7 separate regions of the Mus musculus genome follow, and all the other regions are linked to region 5. The links are chromatin contacts, called in public promoter capture Hi-C maps. All regions are on one chromosome and are shown on one strand. The core of a region is the stretch at or near the end of the contact, and the rest is flanking DNA. Distances in the headings are between cores, read along the strand shown.

The links. Promoter capture Hi-C pulls out the DNA fragments that hold promoters and counts their contacts. Capture Hi-C pulls out chosen DNA fragments and counts their contacts.
Region 1: a promoter capture Hi-C map of pre-B cells shows a contact between it and region 5, with 5 times the contacts expected there. The contact joins the promoter of Lrrfip1 here to the promoter of Capn10 in region 5. A contact is called at or near these places in 2 of 39 promoter capture datasets (liver and pre-B cells) and 1 of 115 datasets of contacts at active chromatin or transcription factors (pancreatic cancer cells).
Region 2: a promoter capture Hi-C map of liver shows a contact between it and region 5, with 3 times the contacts expected there. The contact joins the promoter of Espnl here to the promoter of Capn10 in region 5. A contact is called at or near these places in 2 of 39 promoter capture datasets (embryonic stem cells and liver).
Region 3: a contact with region 5 is called in a promoter capture Hi-C map of liver, with 4 times the contacts expected there. The contact joins the promoter of Per2 here to the promoter of Capn10 in region 5. A contact is called at or near these places in 12 of 39 promoter capture datasets (3T3-L1-derived adipocytes, the C10 cell line, the HPC-7 cell line and 8 more) and 1 of 115 datasets of contacts at active chromatin or transcription factors (astrocytes).
Region 4: a contact with region 5 is called in a promoter capture Hi-C map of liver, with 5 times the contacts expected there. The contact joins the promoter of Ilkap here to the promoter of Capn10 in region 5. A contact is called at or near these places in 5 of 39 promoter capture datasets (erythroid cells, hippocampal neurons, liver and 1 more) and 2 of 9 other capture datasets (embryonic stem cells and liver).
Region 6: a promoter capture Hi-C map of liver shows a contact between it and region 5, with 3 times the contacts expected there. The contact joins the promoter of Ube2f here to the promoter of Capn10 in region 5. A contact is called at or near these places in 4 of 39 promoter capture datasets (liver, neutrophils and pre-B cells), 1 of 484 Hi-C or Micro-C datasets (B cells) and 1 of 9 other capture datasets (liver).
Region 7: a contact with region 5 is called in a promoter capture Hi-C map of liver, with 2.4 times the contacts expected there. The contact joins the promoter of Scly here to the promoter of Capn10 in region 5. A contact is called at or near these places in 2 of 39 promoter capture datasets (liver and pre-B cells).

The regions. Positions count from the first base shown.
Region 1 is chr1:91,052,101-91,054,854 of GRCm38.p6, reverse strand. It overlaps Lrrfip1 (leucine rich repeat (in FLII) interacting protein 1), which reads right to left and starts at 1,411. Exons shown (of 25, transcript NM_001310732.1): 1 at 1,132-1,411. The coding sequence starts at 1,197.
Region 2 is chr1:91,320,532-91,323,421 of GRCm38.p6, reverse strand. Espnl (espin-like) reads right to left here and starts at 1,347. Exons shown (of 9, transcript NM_001033292.3): 1 at 996-1,347. The coding sequence starts at 1,289. It overlaps Scly (selenocysteine lyase), which reads right to left. Exons shown (of 12, transcript NM_016717.3): 12 at 2,342-2,890.
Region 3 is chr1:91,458,072-91,460,881 of GRCm38.p6, reverse strand. It overlaps Per2 (period circadian clock 2), which reads left to right and starts at 1,554. Exons shown (of 23, transcript NM_011066.3): 1 at 1,554-1,709.
Region 4 is chr1:91,397,551-91,400,250 of GRCm38.p6, reverse strand. Ilkap (integrin-linked kinase-associated serine/threonine phosphatase 2C) reads left to right here and starts at 1,428. Exons shown (of 12, transcript NM_023343.3): 1 at 1,428-1,600. The coding sequence starts at 1,546.
Region 5 is chr1:92,932,954-92,935,755 of GRCm38.p6, reverse strand. Capn10 (calpain 10) reads right to left here and starts at 1,348. Exons shown (of 12, transcript NM_011796.2): 1 at 742-1,348. The coding sequence starts at 882. 9430060I03Rik (RIKEN cDNA 9430060I03 gene) reads left to right here. Exons shown (of 2, transcript NR_015525.1): 2 at 653-2,230.
Region 6 is chr1:91,248,646-91,251,563 of GRCm38.p6, reverse strand. Ube2f (ubiquitin-conjugating enzyme E2F (putative)) reads right to left here and starts at 1,260. Exons shown (of 10, transcript NM_026454.4): 1 at 1,127-1,260.
Region 7 is chr1:91,297,076-91,299,843 of GRCm38.p6, reverse strand. It overlaps Scly (selenocysteine lyase), which reads right to left and starts at 1,506. Exons shown (of 12, transcript NM_016717.3): 1 at 1,396-1,506. The coding sequence starts at 1,448. It also overlaps the pseudogene Gm7785.

The DNA of each region.
Region 1 (2,754 bases), core at 162-2,661, 1.9 Mb after region 5:
AACTGACATTTTACAAGTCTGTCATTGGAATAAAAGTTTACTTAGCCTTCCTAGCACTTGGAGGAAGCTCCCCCAGTCAGAGCAGCCTTGCCTCGACTACTCTTCCTTAAAGACCAACTAACTACAGGATTAACTCCTACCTGGAGAATGAGTGGCTGAGGCTCAGTTTTTATCAAGGTCTCACAAAAGCCTGCTAAAATGGGAACCTTGGGTCTCCCCCTCTCTCTGGTATCAACTCCATAAAATACATGGTTTCACAGAGTACAATTTACTTTGAAATATTCCCACTAATAAGCAACCACAGCCATGGATAAGGCGCGCGGGGGTGGGGGGGGTGGGTGGGTGATGCAGGCTTGTAAGCCCGATAGTGGAAGGGTTGAGACATGAGAATCCTGAGAGCAAGGCTAGTTTGGGTTATGGATCCTGCCTGAACTCCCAGACCCCAAAACTATAAACTACACAGGCTGTAACAACCAAAAATCCCCCAACTCCCCGGTGCCCAATTTTCAATCACCGTCGTCCTCATCCACTGTCCCTACGTAAGTTCGGGAAGTAAAATATGCGTAAGCACCTTGCCCAGACACAAGTGGCTTCTGGCACCCGCCGAAGTGGATCTGGGGCCCTGGATCCTAGAGGAAGGTGTTCCTGAGGTCAAGAACCTGTAAACCCTCCAAGCCACTCATGGCAAGGTGGTGCGGCTGGATGAGGACCCAGGTGCTGTACTCGGTAAAACACCAAACCAGCAGTTCCCTGTGAAACTCTACACCACCCTCAGATCTCAGACCTCGGTTGGGTCCTGGCCAGAGCCAGCCAGCTGGGCAAAGCCTGCCTAAAGACCATCACTAGGGGTGGAGGGAGAGCCCACTCTCCTTTTCGTCCTTGAGAGGAACATTGGAGCATAAAATGTACTTTTCAGAGCTCCGCCTACGGACACCTTACACTCAGCCAACCACCTGATGGTAGGCAGGAGCTGCCCTATATCAGGATTTTCGAGTGGCCCAAGCCCACTCGCCTCTACTCCAGCAGCACCACGGTAGCTGAAGGGGCCACTGTCCTTGACCTTAGAACCAACTGAGGGACCCAGGCGGCGGTTGCTGGCAGGCACAGGTCTGAATCATGTCTCCCTCTTACCAGTCTTTGCGCCTCTGGACTCAGACAGTCGATTTCCTTGTTTTGCGCGCCCTCTGGGCTGGTCATGTTGCCGAAGTGAAGTGCAGACCAACTTCCCACCCAAGAGTTCGCGCGGAAGACCCGCTCCCTAGTCCACAGGCAGAGGGTTCTCAGTGAGGCCACATTCTGGGATCCAGGAAAGCCGTCCAGGCAGAAGTAGAACTTTCAACGATCCCCTGGGCGCACACGCTCGGACGCCCAACTCCGAGGTTCCCTAGCTGGGGTGCGGCCGGCGGGGCGGGGCGCAGGTGGCTCCCGGCCGGGGGCGGGGGTGGCAAGAGAGGAGCCGGGGGCATACTCCGCCCCAGCCCCGCCCAGCCTCTCCCCACGCCCCACCCACCCTATGCCCGCCTCTCCTTCCTTCCCAGCCCCTTTCCCGCGCTCTTTCCAGGGGGTTGTACCCCTTCCTCTATGGTTCCACCCAGCCTGTGTCCATCTGCTTCCAACTTTCCTTCCTCGCAGCCACATTCTGCCACTTTAGTCGTCGGCTTCGCCCACGATGGCACTCTCAGCCAAAGCACTCCTACCATGAGGTCCACTCGGGCCCGCCTACCCGGGACCCCAGCTCCTCCTCCGTAGCCCCACCCACGCTCCTCCTCTTGCACCGCCTCAGAGCCTCCGGAACCGCCTCCCTCCCCTCCAGACCGCTCCTGGCCAGCAAGCTGCTGTGCCATCAATCACCACCCAGTCCCTGCGGCAGACACCGGAAAGACTGAGGGAAAGACCCTGGGGACCCCACCCTTGGCCACGCCCTGGCCGTCCCCAGCTGAGTCAGCGCGGGAGACCAGCCCAGGCCTAGGGAGGCGCGCCTTCGGTTAGGACACGCGTGGCTTTAGCTGGAACCACACCGCATGAGCCTCTGCCAGAGCGCAGCTGCGCCCGTCACTACTGTCTTCCGAGCCGGCACGGCTTTGGGGACCACAAAGCTACCGCCCATGACCACGCTGGACAGGAGCGAGAATCAAGCGGAGGTGACAGCCGCGATCCGATAGGGAGCGTCGAGGAACTAGTATCCACGCTGGACAGTGACCCGACTCGCAGCACGCGCCTTCCACGTCCACTGGGCAGGAGCACCCCTGATTTAAACTTAAAGCCAAGCGGGCAAGCAACCAGAAGGTTCCAGTGTTGTGCGCTATGGACAGGAGCACATGGCCTGGGTGACCTGTTTTCTCCACCCTAGAAGAGCCTTCTTCGGGCTCAAAAGGAAAATCAGAGGGCCCCCTGCCTTGTTTCTCTGTACTGGAGACTCCAGAAAGATCTAGAGAAGCCAGTCACATCTGAGCCCGGCTGACACGCTTTTTTGGTAACAAGGAACCAGTGTGCGCTGGCTTATGCACATGTGGGGCAGCAGCATTCTGGTACTAAGTCTCTGGGTAGTGCTTCGAAGGACTGGGTAGACCAGAGAGTAGACACAGAAAGACGAGTTCTAGGGGGCAGGATGGCCTGGACCAAAGGGATGAAGGGGACCTAGTTTGAGGAGTACTATGCAGGCCGAAAGAAAATGGGTACCAAGCTTTGGTGAAGTGTTTCAGATGAGGAAAACTTCCTGGGAAGGAGAAGACCTGCTCCCAGCAGTTGGTTTCA
Region 2 (2,890 bases), core at 98-2,597, 1.6 Mb after region 5:
CCTAGAATGTCTGCAGTCCCTCTCCAGTTCCTCCACCCCCTACTGAGACTGAAGGAACACCCTGACTGAGGAAGAAGCTGGACCCCACCCCACCCCAGCTGCTTACCATCCTCATCAGCTGAGTCCCTGTACGTTCTGCACATGCTCAGAAAGAATTCTAATAGCACAGTGATTCCCACCATGGCTGTTCCAGGGCACCAGCCTCTAGACCTCTGGGCTTCTCCCCTCTCCCTGATGGTCCCCAAGGCATTTCTCTTCAAGGTGTCAAGCATCCAGTAGACCTGGCCATTCCCTGAGGGTGCTATGATCCAATGTGAATCTAGAGACAGTTCAGTGTCTGTCTGCCCTTTACCCTCGGGGTCATTGGATAGATCCGTGAACAATGCTGTGGAGGCTGAACCACACTGCTCTATGCCACGTGGAGGTGTCTCCATCTCTATCCAACTCTGTTGATTGTTTCGAGCTCTCAAGAAGGCAGCCACGGCTAACAACTCTAAGTCCCTTGCCTGTACCAAGCAGGTCTAGGCATGCAAGCAAGTAGGAGGCTGGTAGCTCTGATAGAAATGTTCTAGCAAGATGGTCGCCATACTCGAGAGCCTTCTCACTACCACAGTCTGTGTCCCTAGGGGTACAAGATCCTGCGTACCCAAAGCCACTTTTTAAATCCACTCCTCGACCCTTTGATCAGGTCTGGTGATCAGGTCTGATCAGAGATGAGATCCTGAACACAGGCAAGGCCATCGTTGGCAGCCCTGGGTGCTCCTTGCTGAGGGAGGTGTGGAAAAACCCCAGTGACTTTTCTGTGCCAGTGCTGGATACATCTGAGGTTGTGGCTGGTGTTTAAGGGCTTTATGCGTTTTTTAGGGGGGAAGGGATGGGTTGGGAGAGGCAGAGGCACACATCTCTGACTGAGAGCTCAGGGCCTTCTAGGGATCGGACTTTCTGGACTCACCTCACCTCACAAACAGGCACAGAGCCGTCCTGTTCTAGCTTACCTGCAGCCCGCAGCCCGCATCACGGACCAGCCAGCACAGCTCTGCCAGGTTGCCCGTGGCTGCTGCATCGTGCACTGGTGTGGCCCCGTTGTGTGCCTGCTGGTTGCCTGGCAGCTTGGCTCTCTGTACCAGGAACTTGACACAGTCCAGGTGACCAGCCCGGGTGGCATGATGCACCAGGCCAGCCCCCAGATCATCAGTGATGTCTGGTCTTAGGGCACCAGCCTCAAATAGCCGTTCCAAGGTGGCCATATCCCCATCCTTGGAGGCCACCAGTGCCTGCTGCGCCTCCATCCTCAAGTCTGACTCTCAGTAGTGGCTTGTGTACAGGCCCGGCACGGCTTCCTGTTTCAGGCGTGGACGCTGCTGAAGGCTCTGGTTACCTGATAAGCAGCTCCCGGGGCAGATGGGAGGCAGCAAGAGGGGGGCAGGCTCTGGAGACTGGCCCTCAAAGCCTGGCCCAAGCAACTCGGGCTGGGTGCCTGGCCCTTCCAAGCATGAAGAGTGCGGGCCTGGGGGAAGGGTATGCAAGTCAGGCTGGCAGATTCCACTCAGCGGCTGGAGCCCTACCATCTACAGAGTGAAGTGAGAGCACCCCTCAGCAGGGCTCCTGGCCTGGGATGGGTCTCCAGCCTGCCAGCCAGCCAGCCAGCCAGCGAGCGGTGCTCACAGCTATAGTCAGCTCAGGCTCAGAAACCTGCCCCAGGAAACACTTCAGTGATAGACTAGCAGGCTACCCAGGAGACCCACTGCGATAGCCTTAGAGTCTAAATGCCATCACCCAAGGCACCCAAGACACAGACATACACATTCTGTGTGTGTGTGTGTGTGTGTGTGTTTACTTGAGACAGGGTCTCACTAAGTAGTGGTCTGGAACTCACAGAGAACAGTGATCCACCCGTCTCTATCCACCCATTGCTGGAATTAAAGGTGTGTGCAACTGTGCCTGGCTGGCTTGTATCTGAAATCCAGTCCTTGGCTGTTCTCAGCACCGACACTGGAGGAGCTTGCCTTGGCTGCTGGATTAAGGTAAGGCTGAGGGGATGACCTCACAGGCCCACATTGCCCCCTCTGGCCACAGCACTCTTGGGAGTCTGGACCATCCATGGTCCTTGGCTGGGGAAGTCAGGACTAATGTGGGGTCACCATGGTGCTATAGGAAGCTGCTGATCAGAGACCAACCTCAGGCTACCAGAAGTCCCTTTCAAGCCCCGGGGCTGCAGTGTCATTTCACAAGGTACATCAGAAACCTCCTCCCCTTCAGCTCAGATAGACAAGTGTACATCCCTGCGAGCAGCAAGACAGAGATTCTCCCACCACCGCCAGAGAAAGCCCAGGCCACTTCAGCAGGTGCAGACATGTTTCATTAGTTCATTTAATTTCTGACAACTGTTTTCACGGGTTGCGTCATCCTTTGGTCCACAGACCCAAAAAGCAGCCTCCAGGAAGACATTCCTATATAAACCTTGGTGCGATGTGTGCCACACATCCTTAAGATGGCACAGCCTTTTGCAAAATAAAATTAAAATGGAATCTGAGCGAGAAATGATCAGATTTCCCACTTTGGCAAAGACTGAGCTCAGGCACCAGCCTCCCGGTACCACGCTGGAGGTGGATCCCTGAGTAGAAGGCAGGGTAAGCTTCGACTTCCGGGGACAAGGCATGGGACATCTGCGGACCATCAGGCCAGGGAGGCAGGTGGGCAGTGGCTGGCTGAGGGCAGAGGCAGGGCTGCACTGGAGAAGGGTGTGTCTGTAGGTGCACAGGGGAAGCACGGGGGTGGGGGGTTGGGGGTAGGAGGGGGAGTCAAAATCAACTTTCCTATTCTCACACTAGCAGCTAAGTGACACCGGACCAAGACTTGGGTTTTGTCTTCTGACCAAGGTGCCTTCTGG
Region 3 (2,810 bases), core at 305-2,804, 1.5 Mb after region 5:
AAAGGCCCTTTGGGTGTGTGCAGGGTGCAGCTTGGCCCAGCTCTGCTCAGTGTTTGTGTGTGTTGGGGAGTGTGGTGAGGTGTCAGTGTCAGAGGAACCAGAGGTGCTGCCCTGCCCCCTGCAGTGTGAGTCAACATCTGGCTTCCCAGGGCTTCTTTGGAAAGGGCTGCTGAAATGAACTTAGTCTCTGCCCCCATCTGCATCTGAGGAATTGCATGCCTGTCCTGCCAGGCAGACAGAAAGAAGTAGCTCCCACACGGAATTCTTGAATGTGGGTTAGCCGGCTGTGTACACCAGCAGCTCAGTTTGTTAGCAGACTTCTGTTGCTAATGTTTGCCTCCTTTCCATTCCTGGTTCCTAGGACACCCCAGGGGAAGATTCAGAGTAGTGGATGCTACTAGGCTTCAAGTTCCCTGGCAATGACAAATGACCTTTTTACCCTTGGAAGACGTGACAAGCTTGCCTTCTCCATCACACCTTGCATGAGTCTTTAGGTTGTTCTCTGTCAGCCTCAAACCCGCTCCGAGGAAACTTCTACTCCCTCCTTTGACCCTTTGGACAGGAGCCTGAACGCTTTAGTAGGCTTCCAGACAGTGCTCTTGAAAGAACCAAATAGCTTCAACCAAGGTTCCACAGGGGCAGGGCTGTCCTATCACTGGAGGAGTACCCTCCCCTGACTAGCTAGTGTCTGTAGCTTCCACTTCAGAAAAGCCCTGCTGTTCCAGATGCACACCCCGCTTCCATAGTTCCTGTAAGGTTAATAAACTACACCACCGCATTTGGTTAAGCTTCCCTGTAGAACGTCAGTCTTCTCTCCCTATGTGATTGAGGGCAGGAAGAAATCACTTCTTTCCTTTGTATCTCTGCACGGCAATTATGACCTTATTTCCTGAATCAACACTAACTAGCAACACGCAGTTTCAGAAACAAGAAAGGCTAAGTGGGAGTTTTGTGCTTTGGCCCATCTGGAATGACGGTCAGCCTGGGGGGCCTGTCCTAGGGTCACCCAGCCTGTCCTGGGAAGGTGCTCAGCAGCAGATCCAGAGGGGCCGTCCTATTTGCCCTCAAGCGTCTCGCCATGAATGAATGAGAGGGGAAATGAATGAACTGGGCTGGATGAGCGAAAGGTGTCAGCAGAGAGCATTCTCGGTCCTTCGGATTACCGAGGCTGGTCACGTCGTCGCAGGTGATAGGCCGGTGGCCCTGGTCTCTGCCGGCTGTGAGTTGCGCAGCGGCCAAGCACCATTCCCCCGCGCCGCAGTGGTACGCGCCACTCCGGGGCTGCACGAGCGGGCCACCGCCGTGCCAGGTGAATGGAAGTCCCGCAGGCCGGAAGTGGACGAGCCTACTCGCCCGGGCGCGGGGGGGCGCAAGAGCGCGCAGCATCTTCATTGAGGAACCCGGGCGGCGAACATGGAGTTCCATGTGCGTCTTATGTAAAGAGAGCGACGGGCGTCTCCACCAATTGATGAGCGTAGCTCTCAGGTTCCGCCCCGCCAGTATGCAAATGAGGTGGCACTCCGACCAATGGCGCGCGCAGGGGCGGGCTCAGCGCGCGCGGTCACGTTTTCCACTATGTGACAGCGGAGGGCGACGCGGCGGCAGCGGCGCTACTGGGACTAGCGGCTCCGGGCGGCTGCGGCGCAGGCCGAGCGCACCAAGTGACGGGCCGAGCAAGGGACAGACGCGCGGGTTGACGCGGCGAAGCGGTGAGTGGCGCGGCGCTGGGCGGTGGCGCGGTGCTGGGCGGTGGCGCGGACCTGGACGGCCGTGGTCGTCTTACGTAACCGGCGGCTCGGACAGCTGGAGCTGGGGTCCTGAGCCAGGAGTTGCCGACTGTGCAAACGGCTGCAACTCGGCAGAATGTAGATGGAACTGCGCGGTGACCCTTTTCCAGGTTCACACTGCTGTCCCCATTTCTCAGGTTAGGCACTGAGGTCGGAGAGATTAGTTAGGCATCTTGTCCGAGGACACAGAGACATTGAGTGATCACGACACCAGACTGAGCACGCCGACTCCCATGGTGCTGTCCAAGGAAGCCAGGGTCAGTGCAAACTGTTCCTAGGATGGGTCCAGAGGGTCCCCTAAGGAGCTGGCTTCCTGCTATGAGTTCAGAGAGTCAAGTCTGGCCCTGGGGGAAGGACCACTGGTAGGCACTGACTCCCAGCGGTGGGAAAGGGGTTAAACAGAGAAATACCCAGTGCCAAGCCACACCTGCCCCTCCCCGCCCCTATGTCAGGGAGACCACTTTGTCCACCCACTTTGATTTCCGTGGCATCCTCCACGCCAGTATTTCCTGTCTCCAGATGGACTGGGAGTATGTCAGGAGAGGGGGGAGAGGTCCACTCTTAAGCTGGAGCAGTCACATCGTCATCCTTTGAGACATACCTTGGCTGCCAAGCACAGACATGGACCAAGAGGTGGGCGGTGGCCTGCTTCTTCTGCAAGAACCCTGGTTGCCAGGGTTTCTGTAACGTATACACAAGGAACCAGTTTGGAAAGCTGATTCATACGGAACAAGGGAGCCAGAAGGCTCCCTGGAAATCATCCAGGGTAACCCCTAGCTTGAAGAGGCACAGCCACAGGCTGGCAAGCTGTACCACTGTAAAAACCAGGCCTGGCAGTCTCAGGATCTGTTTCTCCTCCTTGGTCCACATGCTTACCAGAGGTGCAAACCTGAAGGGAAGCATGTCCACTCTGTCTTAGTCTCTGGAGTCTAGGTCGGATTCGTCTGATAACCAGAGTCTGTCTGCCTCAAGGCTTTAATTTAAAAAAGTCGGTTTTGTGTGTGTGTGTGTGTGTGTTTTAAG
Region 4 (2,700 bases), core at 179-2,678, 1.5 Mb after region 5:
TATAGTCCTAGCACTGGGGAGGTAGAGGCATTGTGAGTTCAAGTCCAGCCTGGCCTACTGAGCAAGTTCTTGTCTCCACAAAAGATTTTATTTAGCAGCCAGAAGTTGAGCTGTAAACCAGGTAGAGATGGAGTAATGATTAGAGATGTCCATACATATGAGGGAAAGACAGGCCACATGGCAAACACTGCCAGAATTCATGTGGAATGGTGGCCGACGAGTCTATTTGCAGGAGTGGGAAATCAAGTTTAGTGTGGTGATTTGAATATGCTTGGCCCTCAGAGTGGCACTATTAGGAGGTGTGGCCTTGTTGGAAGAGGTGTGATCTAATTGGTGGAAGTGTGTCACTTTAGGGGTGGGCTTCAAGACCCTCCTCCTACCTGCCTGAGGAAAGTCTGCTCCTGGCTTCCTTTGGATGAAAATGTAGAACTCTCAGGTCCTCCAACGCCGTGCCTACTTGAATGCTGCCATGCTTCCTGCCATGATGATAAAGGACTGTATCTCTAAACCTGTAAGCTAGCCCCAATTGTTGTCTTTTATAAGAGTTTCCTAGGTCATGGAGTCTGTTCACAGCAATGGAAACCCTAAGACACTTAGCAAGAGCTGCTTTAAAAACATAGTGATATCAAGTTGGGATGGGCTGAGAAGTGTATGAGATATATGGACAAAAGACAAAGTGCTGTTATTTCAAAATCCTACATCTGTCAAGGAAGAGACAGTTCTGTCTGAGTGCAGTAAAAACTTCAAACAGTGGCTTGGAGGTCAGCTGGGTGGATCCACCTATTGCAGCTAGAGAATATCTGGTCTACATTTGCAAGGAAGCAATGACTTGTTACCTACTGCACCAAGAAGTCCACACAACACTGGCAAAAAAACCAAAAACAACAACAAACAAAAAAAACAGGTAAGGTGGTGTTGGAAAGGGCTGGTAGGATTGGGGTGTGTAGTCAATAAATTTGGGTACCTTTAAGGAAGTGAAGTCTTTGTGGATTGTATGGTAGGAAGAGGAATTAATTCCATGAGTGGCTCTTTTCTGAGACCAGGGAAAATACACAACACAACTTTGTAATTGGTAAAGCGTCATAAATTTGGTGGCTGAGATGAGGGATGTTTGTCACTTTTGTGGCTTGGCCAGTGATGGTGTTTTTTTCTGGTCTCTATCCCAGTGGGACAGCTGAGACCCCGCTGGGCGCCATCCTGCTCCCGGGCGGTCAGAAGGTGCTTTGCCTGCTCGGTCACACAGGGAACAGTGGACAGGTGCAGACCCGCCTCTCCGGCCAAAAGCCTGTCTGGATGTCAGGCTCGGCGCCACTCCTCCCTTCTTTCCGGGGAAACGCCATAACAATTTATCACGGGACCTAATGCCCAGGCCAAGAGCGCCCGTGCGCTTGCGCAGCCCACCCCCGCCCCGCCCCCGCGCGTAGCACTCTGGGGCGGCGGCTGGGCGGCGCGCGATTGGCAGGGTCTCCCGCGGTGAGTGACGGCGCCGCCGCCGCCGCCGCCGCCCAGGGTAGCGCGGAGCCTCCGCTCCACTGCCCCGCCGCCATGGACCTCTTCGGGGACCTGCCGGAGCCCGAGCGCGCGCCGCGGCCATCTGCCGGTAAGCGGCGCGGGGGAAAAGGGCGGCGCCGGGATGCGCTGCCTCCGCCATCTTCGCGCCACCGCCGCCTCAGTCTCGGCCTGTGGCTCCCGAGGCCGCAGCGACCGCGCGGTCCCTGTCCAGGCCTCGCGTGGCACACGCACGAAGTCCCGCGCCGAAGGGTCGGGGCACTCTGGCTTTAATTTGGCTACAGCAAGACTCCCAGCGGAATGTCCTGGTCCCGGGCCTGTTTGCGTCCTGGAAACCCCGAGAACTTAACAAGTTTCCGACTTCCAGCCCCTTGGTGCGGGGCGCCTGCACAGCCAATGCAGGGCGCTACGGCTAGATAACCGAGGCCGGGGATGGGGGGTGGCGTCTGCAGCCCACGTTTTGGGAAGGTCTTTGGCACGGAATAGGAAGGTGAAGAGGACCCAGCCTTTGCCTTCAGAGAGTTCAGTTCTGATCGCAGAGGCATAGGTTAAAAACCGTGGGAAACGCCAAGCGTCCGGAGTAACGGTACCCGAAGACTAGTGAGAAAGACCTGGGAAGGAGGCGGCCTTTAGCGAGGGCTTCGGCTGATGGTTTCCAGAGATTCTAGGCAAGGAAACAATGTTCAAAAGTGGGAGGGCTCAGATCTCCAGCTTGGCAGAGCGGGACGGGCTAGCATGGAAGAATGCTGGAGCTTGGGGTTATGAGAAGGTATTGACCTGTCCTCTTCACACCTGTGCTTTGGTTTTTAACCTGCGCACCTCCAGACTCCTGAGATGCTTTGTAGTGTCCTCTTTTTGCAGTTGTTCCTGGTAGTGGCACCGTTACGTACCCCCACCAACCACTCTGATGGTACAGAAGCTTCTAAGTAACTAGGCCTTGAGACTGAGTTTGATTCAGCCATGCTTTTTGAAGATAACCACCGTTACAGTTGTGAGTAAAGCTGGCCTCATACAGGCAGCCTTGCATCTGTCACTGGAGTATAACCTGTGTCTGAATGTGCTCGGACCAGAGTTTGGATTGCCAGATGTGCCTAGAAATCTGTCATCATTAGTAGTCCCTATTGCTTTTTATCCAAAGTTATTTTGGGTCTTCTCCGTGGTCAAGGCTCTCTTGACATGACCTAAAACCTT
Region 5 (2,802 bases), core at 99-2,598:
AGCTGTCACTGTTAGCACTACATGCATGTGGGACAGGCTGTCCCCCAGTAGTCTTTCTGCTGATAAGCCACGTCTAAAAAACACCAACAAAAACACTAGGCTTGAACAATCCATCCATTTAAGCTGCAACAAGGCAAAAAAAAAAAAAAAAAAAAAAAAAAAAAACCAACCAAAAAAACCAAAAAAACCAAAGCCCTCCTACCACAGCCCTTTCTGGCTATGAGGGGTAACACTGTTGTGAGTTGCATGCATGGACGCTAAAATAACAATACATAGTTCCACCTGCCTGTGCCATTTAAGGGAGCCCTGAAAAGCAGCTCCTTAGGTTTTCCCAGTTGTTAAGCACAACGCTCCCCGTGTTCTGTGCTACCTTTTGGTGTTCATACCCTAAAGCTACTAGAAGAAATGTAGAGCAAAGTGCAAAGCCAAGAAAGATTGCGCTGAATTACACCCGACAAAACTTAGGTGGTGGGATGGTGCTGGAAATACTGCTTCTAATCCCTTAATATCAAAACAGCTCCCTACTACCTGACTTTGGGTAGGAGTGTATTTTAGTAGAAACCCCAAGATAACATCTAAAAGACAAGCCTTTCGATTGCTTCTGTCCTCCTCATTTGAATTCTCAGGGCTGGCTATCACCTTTTCTGAATAGGCTTGAAGGCGAGGTCCTGCTAACCCCGGGGTCCATCTCCGTGAGAAACATATCCACAACACCCGCCCAGGCAAGAGACCCTGCTGCACCTGGGGTCGTCTCCAAGTGATGTCCTCCCGAAACTGGGCCAGAGGCGTGGACAAGTTGTAAAAGAGCGAGGAGTCCGAGGCGGGGAATGCCGCGTCCCGGAAGAGCTCCCGCGCCGGCGTCTCGGCCCGGACCGCCCGCATCTTCGGCGCCCTGGGCTCCCATCTGCGGCCCGTGGACTCGGTCGCCGCCCGGGAGCGAGTGCGCGGCCTTCACTGCAAACCGTGTTTGCTTAGCCCGGGAGACCTACTGGTGCAGAGCAGCCTAGCGCCGCAAGCTCCGTTGTCTAGGTAACCCGGCTGGAGCCAACCAGGAGCCGTGCTTGCGTCATATGACAGAGCTGCCTAATCACGCACGAGCTGCAGCGCAGAACCGTGCAGGACTGGTAGGTTCTGCTCTCGCACGAGGGCGTGGTCCCCGCGTTTCTAACTGGGCAGTGCTAGCCTGATGTCCGTATGCTTTAGTGCTCGGGACAACGCAGCTGTAGCCACTTGAAATCGAAGTCTCAGTGACCACAGGAAGCTGAAAAGTCACTTTGGTTTAGATCGCTTTGTCAATGCTATCCCAGCATGCAGCGCCGTTCCCAGCATACGTCGCTGATCACAGGCGTTGTCTACTTCCCAGCGTGCTTCGCTCCTTCCGGTGTGAGGCAGGAACTTGGCAAAGCGGTGGTTCCTCCCTGTCTTCTGAAAGAGCCAGTGAGGAAGTGGCTCAGCGAATCGCGTTGTTATCCTTCCGTCGCGGTGGTGGTTGCGTTGTTCTGGGGAGGCAGAGGTGTCACTGGGGTTGAAACTTGCCGGGGTCGGGCATTTGTCTCAAAACGATTGGGCTTCAGACGCTCTGGATCCTAAGCGGCCAGGGAATGCGGCTGGAGCATTCCTTGAAGCCTTAAATGGCCTGGCTATGGTTTTGTAGACTGGATGGTGACCAGGACGTGGACTTGCGGCTCCACGATTATTCGATGCCATGAGGAGGTCAGGGACAGGACACTCTCCTTCTGGTGCCTACTCTTCCAGGTCCCAGGAAGGACACAAATCAGCCAAGGACTGTTCTCTGTGTCTTCTCCAAATGTATTTCATCAAGACTAGAAGCTTCATAGACAGGAAGGGAGACGACGAGGCTTCACACCTTGTAGACTGCAGTTTGCCACCTATTAGGGCTGCTCTGATATTTTTTCCCTCCTCTGGGCCCCTTTTTCTCAGTCTTGGATAAAAGGTAGTCAGAGGAAATGCGGTTTGTGCAGTTAAGTAGATCAAGTACCCGTTGCCTAAAGAGGAACAACCAGGCCAAGCTTTTACCCATAACCTGCTGCTTCAGAGTCTAGACAGTTGCTCCTTCTCCCAGTGAGAGGCTGGGCTGCTCCTGCATCAGCAGCAATTACTGCTGTGGCATGACACAGTTACCTTGGCTCCACTAGGCTTCAGCGCCATGATTTGAGGTGCAAGACACTTAACTCTTTATTGAGGTTATTTAAAAAAAAAAAAAAAAAAAAAAAAGGAGTAGCCACATAGCCCAACATCTCTTTGGGATGCTTTTTCATTTAGTACTTAATTTCGACTCAGGGGACTGACTGGTGGGCTGAAAGCTGCACTATAGTTGAATCATTAAGAGCCTGGACTCGGTTTTCCAGGAAGTCTTGAGTAATTGTGACAAGTTATCCGCGACTCAAGAGTTATGCAAACTGGTTCACCCCCAGAAGTCTCATATGAGTGGTTAGCTCAGGAGAACGGCTCCTGAAGGCCGCATCCATATCCAGGGCTGGGCCACGGGCAGAGCCTGACCTCCAGAATCTGGAAGGAAAAGCTGCTTAGTGTTACCGTTGCTGTGACGAAACATCATGACCAAAGCAACTTGGGGAGGAAAGGGTTTATTCTGCTCACCTATGGCGCTTTCCATAAGGAGGGGCGCTATTTCCTGGCTCCTTTCCTGCTTTCTTATAGAACCAGGACCAGAGATGGTGCCACTTACAATGGGCTGGCCCTCCCCCATTGATCACCAATTAGGAAAATGCCTTGCAGCTGGATCTTATGGAGGCATTTTTTTTTCACTCTCTGATGACTGTG
Region 6 (2,918 bases), core at 11-2,510, 1.7 Mb after region 5:
AACTCCACAAGTTGTATTTGGCCCAGTTAGTTCCTCCTCTGGGTGGGACCAACTTTTAGGGCATCCAAAGAGGACTGCAACTTGTTATTTACCAGTCTCATCAAGTCATGTTTATTCAGCATTCCTATGTGCTGTGCTGAAATCAGGCTGGTGTGACCTATGCAGGGCCAGTTGGCTCACAGTGAGGCTAACTCCTCACTGACAGCTCCAATCTAAGCCATTTAAGAGAACTAGGGGCCACTAGGGCCGTTTAACCTTCCAAGCTGAAAGAAACAGATCGGGACTTAAACCGTACAGCATGAGTGTCCAAGGGTATCTAACCTGCCAGGCTTACTGACTGACCACTTCTGGAGCTCATCTTTGATTTTGGGTACTGAATATCAAGTTAATTTTGTCCAGGTACTCCTGTTAATTCTGTTCCTGAAGCTCCCCACAATCACTATCCTTAATTTCCTATGACTCTGCCTACTGCCCAGCTCCCCACATTCGGCCCAAACAGCTAGGAAGCCTCGGCACCAGGCCCAGCCACCTCACTGTTTTTCAACACCACCCTGCTCATTTCTGGAACCTTCGGTTCAATCTGATAACCAGGTCTTGGGATGCCCTCTTTCCCTTCACCGCCAAGCCCGACTAGGTTCTTAAGGAGAGCAGATTTTTACCCACAGGCCAAGAGCCCCTCCGGGAAGCCTTCCCCAGCAACTCCAACCCACCGGCAGCGCCGAGGAGTGGGTCCAATGCCCACCGGAGACGGAGGAAACTGAGCCGGCCGAGGAGAAGGCCACACCCCGGGTGACACGCCGCGGAACCGGGTCAGGGACCGAACCGGGCCAGGCGGGCCGGCCGCCCCTCCTCCCCGCCGTCGCCGTGGCGGGCCGCGTCCACCTCCCGCTTCCCTTCAGGGGCAGCGGCCTCCCCGCCGCGGCCTCGGCCTCGGCCTCCCGGACGGCCCGAGCTCCGCACCGTGACCTTGCGGGCGGCGGCACGGGGTCCGCCTCGGCCCGGCCCTCTAGAGCCGCCGGGGCTCGCTGCCCGCCCAGCGCTTCCCGTCAGCCGCCGACCTCGCGGTCCGGCCTGGCGCTCGGCGACAGGAGCCTCGGCCTCAGTCCAGCCCGCGCGACCAGCTTACCTGAGCACCGCGAGTCAGGCGAGGCGAGCCGGCACCCAAAACCATGCCCGGCGGAGCAGCGGCACTGAGTCGCGCTGGCCTTCACAGCCGCACCGGCTCCCGGCGGCGAGACCGGAAGTGGCGGGGCGGGGACTGCGCCGTGACCGCAGTGGGCACTTTAAAAAAAAAATTCAAAGCTACAAAAGAACTTTATTGGCAGCTCCACTCGTGGACAGTCACAGGACATACACAGGTCAACTAGTCGGCCCTCGTTCATTGGTGAAGAGCACGGCCTGAGGGTGGGCCATGTGTCAAGACCTTTGCTGATTGGTCACCGAAGCGCAAGCATCCCCGACCGCCTAGCGGCCTTCCGGTTTGTTTCCATTCATTTAGCGGCTTGCTTCCCTAGGAATATCGTACTAGTGCAGTGCCTGCTGGTGGAGCTAAGTTCCTGTGCCCGGCACCATTCCTGAACGCAAAGAATCCGACCGGTTTGCAGCTGCGTTAAGGCCATGGGATAGTTAGAGGTGGCTGCTGGGTGTGAGGACACTCTTCCTGCTCCTTATTTTTTTAATTTCTCATATTCCTATATGCACTTTTAAAAATCTACTTCAGGCCGGGAGTTCCGGCGCATACCTCAGTCCCGGCGCTCAGAGACAAGAGGAAGGCCTGGTCTACATAGTGAATTCCAGGACAGCCAGAGATATGTAGAGAGACCCTACCTCCTGAGGCCTTGGGGTTCCATGTGCAGCATCCTACTTGCAGCTCGTGTGGTATGCATTCTCAGTCCCTGTGGGACTGGAGATAGCCTACTTTGGGAGAGAATTCGGCAAGACTCCTAGAGAGGTAGGGCCTTGGAAAGAGGATATTTTCTGTGGAAAAGAACAAGGAGCGTCAGGTTTCCAGTGATTTTCTTAGCAATTCTGGGGAATGAATCTCAGGAGGTCTCACATGCAAAGCACTACCTTTGAGCTACCCGCCCCCTCCCCCCGCCTCCCCCCCCCCCCCGTCTCCCCCCTCCCCCCACACCCTAGACCCTAAGATTTCTTTTGAAATGAGGCACTTGGGTTCAGGGAGTAAAGCGTTTGTCAGCATGAGGACCTGTTTCCAAACTCGGGAAGATGTGAGGCAGAGGAGTCCTCAGATTAGGACCAAGTACCCTGACTTCCATTGAGGGGAAGAGATCCCCCGCAGAGCTGGGTTGCACATAGGAGTTGGAGGCCAGCCTAGATAACATAGAGTTCCAAACAAGCCAAGGTTACTCAATGAGATCCTGTAAACACAAACAAACAAAAAAGTGGAAGAAAGTTATCCTTTGACCACCCCATGTGGCACATGGCTACACACGCTCAAGCTTCCATCAGATACACACTCCTGCACAGATAGAAAGGGTAAAAGGCAGCCAGGCCTAGTGGTACACGGCTTTAATTCTAGCATTTGGGGAAGCAGAGGCAGACCTGCCAGACTGGTCTACATAGTGAATTCCTGGGCAACCTGAGCTACATAGTGAGATCCTGTCTCAATAAACAAACAAATAAGGCTTTTGATCTAAGGGAGGTTGCAAACACAGAAGAGATGGTACTGGTATTAATCAGCGTCCTCTAGAGTCACAGAGCTTATGGAATGTCTCTCTATATTAAGGGATTTTCATTGTGATCCAGATCAGAAACTTGTGTCTTCCAGCCTTAACATCTGGATCACGGGTGTGTCCTCCAATTTTGATTGTAGTTCATTCCAGATATAGTCAAGTTGATAACCAGGAATAGCCATTATAGTACTCAAGTGAACTCTTTATGACAAGCTGCCTCATTCT
Region 7 (2,768 bases), core at 257-2,756, 1.6 Mb after region 5:
GGAGCAAGTGATGAGCAGCTCCAGGAACAAGCAGGCTTTGTCTTCCTATGTAGGAACTTCATCCACAGGACACAGAGTTCAAAGCCCCAGAGACCCTCCCTAAGGAGAGTTATCTGCTTGTGTTCTCACCAGGGTCCCAGACCTTCGGAAATCTCTATGGTAGGCAATCGGGCCTGAAAACAGTCATTATTTCACTTGGTTTTACATCAAACCAGTGTTCAAGCCGATGCAGTGGTGAGCCAGCACACACTGCCCAACTATGTCCAGGGGAGCACGGCAGAACAGGCAGGAAGAAGCTTTCATCTCCTATCTTTGCTTTAAGTGCCACGCAGTCACCTGATCTTGCAAGGCTGGGCTTTGTAATGTGGACCTACCTGACCACCCTGGGGCTGGAATTCCCATTGCCGCAGGCTTTGCCTGTGTCCCAAGTCTGTTCCTTCCTAGAAATAAAGAGCCCCCAAAGTGCTGCACACCCATAGGCCTGCCAAGTGACTGGTTTTCCCATCTATAGCTTGGCCGAACTGGTTTATGGTTTGCATTTTATCAGCGATTGACTCTGTTATTAGCGGGCTTCCTAGAGAAAGTGAAACTGCTTAATAAACGTCTGGTATAGGCTCAAGCCACCAGGCTTAGGCCTTTATGAGACAGGTTCTCACTGTGTGATCCAAGCTGGCCTCCAAATCACAATCCTCCTGTCCTCAGTGTTGGGATTATAGGCAAGTTCCACCATATCGGAGAAGGCAGGAGTAGCCTGGACTACATATCGAGGCCTTATGGGGCTGAGGTGGAGGAGGGACCGGGGGTAAAAGAGAAAAGAGAAAGAAGAAAAAAATGAGATGGGGATGGAGAGGGGGCTTCTGGTATAACACATTCCTGGGTGGGAGAAGGCTGAGCCAGGACCTCCGGTTCCTTGCGCGCCAGGGGAGGAGGTCCCACAGCCCAGTGGACAGCAAGAGAAGGCAGGTCTCCCCCACTGTCCTGGTGCTCCTAGGGTTCCCGCCCCAAAGCCCACTTTAAACCTTCGGGTGGTCAAATGGGCCCCAAAGTCCCGTCCCCCCCCCCCGTTCCCCCCCGTCCCACAGCCACGCCATCCTAGACTCTAAGCAGCGGCGATTCTTGTAAAACGCAGATAATCGCGATTCGGCTGCCAGTTCCAACCTCCAGGAAGAGCCCATTCCCTGGGAAGAAGCCCGAAACGCGGGAGGATGATGTGGCCACACTCGGCACAGTTGTCACCCGTGGGCCCCCTTCTGCCCTCAGCTTGGGCGGTAGCCTGTTCTCTCCCGGTTCCTGTGGCCGGACGCTTCTGCGTGTCCCTTCCTCCCGCCTCACCATACACTCACTGAGGTCCCCCAGGTGTCCCTAGGCCCTGCGGGCTCCTTGAAGGGAGCGCACCTGTCGGGTAGGCTCTCCACACTGCCCAGCGCGCCATTTCGCGCCGCGTCCATCCCCCTGATCGCCGGCAGGTCACCCCAAGCCTGAGCGCCCCGAAGTCTCTGAATGGGCGGAGCCTCGGGTCCCGGAGTATCCGCATTGGCTGCGCTTCGCGCTTTGGCCAATCTGTGAGCCGCACGGGCCCTGCCTCCGCCCCTGACTGGTTGATTGGTCATGTGGGGTCAGGTGGCAGTGGGACGGAGCTGGAGACTACCTTAGTAGGGCCACCGCGCTGCCGGTCCTATCTAACCGGTCATCGGCAAAGCGCGCGCCGCTCATGGCGAGTCATCTGGGTGCTCCAGCTACTGGCACCGTGCTCTGGGAGCCCACCTCCCTGGGCTGTCACTAGTGACAGAAGGACCAGTGACTTCACCGGTCGCCGCAAAGTTCATGGAAGTAAAAGTGTTAGGATGCGCGGTGCAATGAGAGGCACCGCAGCAGCCAAGACTGAGCGCCTGGAAGGGTTGGCGGCTAGTGCTCGCTGGACATAGGATACCCCACATCCGCCTTCGCGAATGATTTAATTGCCTGAAATTAGGAAGTTATGTGTTGATACTTTTGAGGCGATCTAGATCAGAGGTGAGCTAAGCAGGGCTGTTAAAATTATGGAAGGTTATAGTCACTAGGCATGCACATGGTGCTCGTATGTAAGTGCAGACAGACGCATAAACAGACTCATACACATAAAAATCTTTTTTTAAACAATTGAAAGGCGTGAAGCAGGACAGTAGTAGTACTGGCCTTTCATCCCAGCCCTCCAGAGGCATAAGCTGGCCAATCTCTGTGAGTTCGAGGCCAGCCTGGTCTACAAAGTGAGTTCTGAACGTGTGTTTTATTTTTTATTTTTCAAGTATAATGCTAACTTTATTGTAAAATGAGATTCTCTGGGTGAAGCATCAGCAACACTAGTCCTGCCTGCCATTATGTGGATGAAAACAGCTAGACTTCTGTCTGTCAGTGAGACAGTAACAAGCACTGGATAGACATTGTAAGAAAACGGTGAACATGGCAACCGCTAATGCAGAGTGAACATTACCCAGCATGAAGTCAGTGAAAAACTGAACATGACTCTCATTGTATGGATTGAAATAAGAAAAAGAATATGGTAATTTTACCCATTACACTTTGTAAAATCAGAGACATGAATTTATAAGCAGTGCCTTTAATAAAGACGGTAATTTAATTTCAAATAAATATATTTGCTTTCTATTCCTTTATCGTGTATTTTATTATGTTTCTAGCTGGCAAAACCCACCCGATTATTGAACTCAGTAATAACCCAATCCATGATGCTCCATCTGTCATACATCTAACTCACTTTACATACACTGCAA